Linked DNA regions of Rattus norvegicus: region 2 is linked to region 1. A link is a contact called in public Hi-C data. All regions are on one chromosome and are shown on one strand. The core of a region is the stretch at or near the end of the contact, and the rest is flanking DNA. Distances in the headings are between cores, read along the strand shown.

Region 1 (2,524 bases), core at 9-2,508:
GTCTAAATAAGAAGTTATAGCAATAAAATATTTCAGATGAAATACATTTGAGCTGGCCAGCCTTTCCCACAGAAAAACTTTCTCTGTGTTAGTACAGGCTGAATGGGGGCGAGGGGGAGTGTGTTTTAACAGGTATGAGTAGAGGCCACAACAGAAAACCCAGAAAATACCTCTGCGACCACTTAGCTAGCCCAACCAACAGCTACCTGTAACTCCAAGAAATCTGCACCTCTTAAAGGCCCCTAAAACAGAGGACACAATCATCAAATTCCCAAGATCCAGTAATCAATCAAAAAACAAAAATATGTCTTCCCCACATGAGAGGGCCATTTTGCATCCTCTACAAATATACAGCGGAGAACAAGAAACCCAGGCCATGCTGTCAAGAATGTAAACAATTCTGACACAGGGTGAGGGTGACAAGAGAGGGGAGCACAGCAGGGACATTTGTCCCTCCATCTTAAAACAGTCCTGACTACTGGAAGAATTCTCGAATTCCTAGTGTTTATTTTTGGAGTAAACGTTTGTCATCTGGGAAACCCTGAGGTGACTGCAGTCACCTGTAAAGGCCTCACCGGAAGTCGGTGACAAAACACAAAATCCAACCACCCACCATAAAAAAAGGAAAGCTGACAGCCAAAAAAGTCGCAGACACAAATCAAAGTGCACGCTGCCCGCGATCACGATGGCATCAGAGAGTCAGAAGGTTGAAGGCCTCCTCGCGCGCGTTCTACCTGTCCATGAGGGCTCTGGTCATCCTGGACCTAGGCCCGACAGGGATGCGCGTGGGCCGAGACAGTGGCCTTTCCACAGCGCTAGACCAGGCCCCAAAGGGCCAGCGAGGGTCCGCGGGGTGCAGCACCAGAAAGCCACCTCTCTTCCGCAATCGGCCTAGCTGAGGCTTGAGGAAGAGGGCGTTAAGTTCCCGGGGGTCTAGACCTGGGCAGGAGTAAGGCCTGGATGCCCAGATCCCACCTCCGAGTCTCCTTCAGCCCTCCGGGGTGTTCTGCGGGATAACGGCCGCCCTGCAGTCACCCTGCTGCGGAGGGAGCCCTGGTCCAGTCAGCGACCCCGGCCTCTCTCTCTGCCTCCTTCCACGTTCCCACCCCTGCCGAGAGCACCGCCCCATTACTTGATTAGGTCCCTGTAGTCCACGAAGGATAAGATGAGGAGCAGAGGGTCGGTGGGTAGCGACTCCAGGGTCAGCAACCCTGTCTCGGCCTCTACGGCAGCCATCTTGCCCAGCCCGCTGCAGCCTGGCACCACCCCGGCCCCGCCCCCGCCGCCCGAACCGCTCCGCGGCTGCTTGCACAGGTTAGTTATGTAACTGTCACCCGGCCCCGCCCCCGGGATGCCCCGCCCACCCCGAGGCCTGCCCTGCGGGAGCGCTGCTGTCTTGCGCTGTCTCTGGTCATCAGCTGATCCGCATTTCCCTTCAAATCTCTTCTCCTAAGCTTAGCCAGACCCCTGCCAGTCTGTTTCCGAATCTTCTAACTCTTCTTCCACATATTTTATATCTCGCATCCTCAAAGCCTCTCCCTAAATTTCACACTAACCAACCCTACCTGGCCTTTGGGTCCCAAACCCATTGCTTCATGTCCAATCCACGATCTCTATTGTCAGCCTCAGACTCCCCTCACCATTCTCACTCCCACCTGCACTTTAGATTGCTGCTCTGAGCCTTGTCCACTTAGTAAGGAAGGAATGATGGGAAAGAGACACAGGGGAAGGCACTCCAACTTTGAAATGATAGGGAGGTTATAATTCTTCCACAGCCCACAAAGCAAAACCATCCTAAAACAACAACAACAAAAAAAATGACCTCTGGGTAAATTCCTTGTCTAAGATACCCAACAAATATTAATTGCCCAAGCCCTTGTCACCAGGCTTCTAAACCTACTCATCCCCGAGAAAGTTTCTTCCAACTTCTTAGTGCAAGAAATAATCAAATGTGATTATTTTCCATTAAGTACTATAACACTTGTGTTTAGGACAAGAAATTTGATTCATTTTTAACCTTCTGAGCACACCCCTCTTGATAAGCATAAGTTTGTATTATCTAGACACAATAGTTGGCGTGGTGGTCTTTTCCTTTTCAACCTCAAATTTATTTCTAACATCAGGACAGAGGAGGACAGGATATAGCCTGCCCCTCTGATTTAGTGCCACAGGCATGGGGACTGAACGGAGTAAGACCCCTGTAGGACGGGAAGGTGCAATTCATCAGCTTCGTAAAGACGCTATTAAGGTGAGTGTAGAGCAGGTATGATGGGCAGTGACCAAGGAGTAACTTCTCTTCTGTTGGTTCCACAGGGGCCGTGTCCTGAGAGGTGTGGGAATCCAAAAGACTCCACAAGCCAGTCACTTATTCACTTGACTGATCCAATAAGCCCCTCAGGCATGAATTCACAGCTCCTATCTTACCATGGACATGCATCTTGGCCCTGAAGCCTGGGTAGTACTGACAGGAACACAGTACTGGCTCAGCTCTTTGAAATGTGGAAGGGTCACCCCATAACATCTG
Region 2 (2,524 bases), core at 12-2,511, 550 kb before region 1:
GCCAAGACTTCCCAAAGTAATTAAGTTCTAATTTACCTACACTTCATTAACATACAGTCCTATTTTACCTCATCCATCAACCTCCAATAATTTTTACTTTATAAGGTGGGGATTTGGGGAAAAAAGAAAAGGAAAAAAAATACAAGTGTATTCCGTTACTATAGCAATAGGAAATTTAGAACTTTGTAGGACCACCTTTCTTTTAGAACTAAATATACTAGGATCAAGATCAAAACACACATCTTTCATAGTCATTTTTGTTTTTTACAATAAAAAGCAAACACTAGCCTACAAAATTTAGGATATAAAAGAGCAAAAGAACCCAACATGAAGATGCACGCCAGTATTCCCAGATAACCCTAGCACTAGAGGCCAAGGAAGCAAGCCTGTCAGAAGGTCCTGCCTAGTCAGGGCTACTCAGTAAAACCCTATCCAAAATAAACAAACAAGCAGTAAAAGGGTGAGATCTCATATCTAAAAATCCAATTTGTAAAATACTTAGATATCATTCATATCTACCATCCAAACAGATGGTACCTACAGTGACTAAAGCACATTTCCAGTTTTCAATTTACCAAATTCTGCAATGTTTGCGTGCTCGTAAAAGCAAAAACAACGTTTTCCTTGACGAGAGAGAAAGAAAGCAAAATTCCACCAAAGCTCGGAAGAGCCATGCTCTACTTCTGGACTGCTACTTTTAACCTTCGCTCTCTCGGGGGCCGAATTTTCCAGATTGGTTTAGTTTTTATTTCTGGGGACAGCAGACTGGGGCGCAGAGGAGAGAAATATTGCCAACGCAGATATACGTTAAAATAATCCGGTACTACCGGAACACTAAAATGGTATGAAATAAACCGTCCCGACCGAAGAAAGTGCAACGAACAGGGCGAAGCAACGTCTCAGCTATTGTCTAAGTCAAATACTTCGTGTGAACGCCACAGAAAAGTCAAAATCTGGGAGACCTCAGGAGCTGTGCTTCCGACCCCGGGATTCACTAGATCCCCAGGGCCCTTCCTCACGCGAACAGGGCTGGAGTGTTCGCACCCACAGGCCAGAGAGAGAAGTCGCCACGAGGCCCCACCGCTCCCGTTCCTCACCTGCTCCGCGGCTGCGTCTCCTGACATGGCCTCAGAGGATTACAACGTACACACGGGCCGGCAATGGGAAGCTAGAAAGGAAAATTTTAAACTAAAAACAACCCCACCAAAACCAGTAACGCTACCCCTTGTCCCTCGGAGCCAGAGCCGCCGCAAAAATCGCCACCGCCCACTCAGATATGAATTAAAATGGCTGCGCCCCAGCCGGCTGAGGGGGTGTGAGTCGCTTCCGTATTCACTTCCGGGACAATGGGCGGGGCTGAGGCTCAACTCCCGGATTATTGGAGGTGCACAAGCGCAGAGCGATCCCAGGGGGCGGGCTCAGCGCGTGAGCTAACGTCACGGCCCGGAACTGATGACGCCGCTGTCCAGATTTCTGAGGACGGCCGGAAAGATCCAGCCGATTGGCCTGGGAGCTCCCGCGCTTCTTGGAATTTAATTACTGAGTTGCAGAGCCAGGCTCCTCCCCGTTGAAGCCTGACTGCCAATCCGCTCAGTACAGGCAAACTGACCATTTTAGGGAACAGCGTTGAGAGCTAGTGAATACCTCTCGTGTTTAGGGGATAAGGAGTCTACTAAGGCATTCTGTACACTTTCTTTTCTTGGGGGTGAGAGGAACAAATCTAGTTCGTATTAACTTTTGCTGTCACCGTTCACTACCAGACCCGGGATTTTAGTTTAGCGTCTCACTATGGTTTCTTGTCTGCAAAATTGCGGTGATAGTACGGATAGTACGAAATGTTGCTTTGTACCCAGACTTCTCACCTCACTAGAGTAACCTGGGCAATTTGCATTCTCTCTGTCTCTGTTTCCTTACCTAAAGATAAGAATAACAACAGCAGCTGAGATTTAATTAAAAAAAAAAAAAAAAAAAAAAAAAACCCTCTCTTTTGGCTTAGGCCTTAAATCACAGCACCCTGGGGACAGAGGCAGGGTGGATCTCTGTGAGTTCGAGTCCTGTAAGGCTCCAGGACGACAAGGGCCTATGAACTTTCTATTTCACCTTTTAAGCAAACAGTCGCGTGAATCACATGTACATATATTAGGAGTCACTGCAACATTTGATAATGGAGGTCTGAATATTTCAGAAGTCTTTTACAATGGAGAGTCAATTTTTTAAACTGTTGCTGATGTAACTGACTTATAAAAATATCCACAATGAGTCAGGGTGGTTCGAAGAATGGAGGTGCTTGCTGTGATGTCCTAAAAGCCTGAGTTTGATCCTACTAGCATTCGATGAGTTGACAGGATAGAACTGACTCCAGAAAGTTGTTCTTTAACCTCCACACATGCACTATGGCATGTAAACTTCTGCACTCACAAACGCATAGACATACACAAGATAAATATATAACTCTAAAGATATCCACGAAATTAAGCCCAAAAAGTGCAGAATATAAAATAGCTTATGTATGTATATATGTGTG

Evidence for each region. A called contact is a pair of places that touch in the nucleus more often than the background predicts.
Region 2: a contact with region 1 is called in a Hi-C map of liver, with 3 times the contacts expected there. The contact joins the promoter of Cstf3 here to the promoter of Fbxo3 in region 1.

The regions. Positions count from the first base shown.
Region 1 is chr3:110,870,954-110,873,477 of GRCr8, reverse strand. It overlaps Fbxo3 (F-box protein 3), which reads right to left and starts at 1,258. Exons shown (of 11, transcript NM_001109606.1): 1 at 1,133-1,258. The coding sequence starts at 1,236. LOC108350426 (a long non-coding RNA gene) reads left to right here and starts at 801. Exons shown (of 3, transcript XR_001837188.3): 1 at 801-1,314; 2 at 2,124-2,248.
Region 2 is chr3:111,420,028-111,422,551 of GRCr8, reverse strand. Cstf3 (cleavage stimulation factor subunit 3) reads right to left here and starts at 1,261. Exons shown (of 17, transcript NM_001077672.1): 1 at 1,098-1,261. The coding sequence starts at 1,124.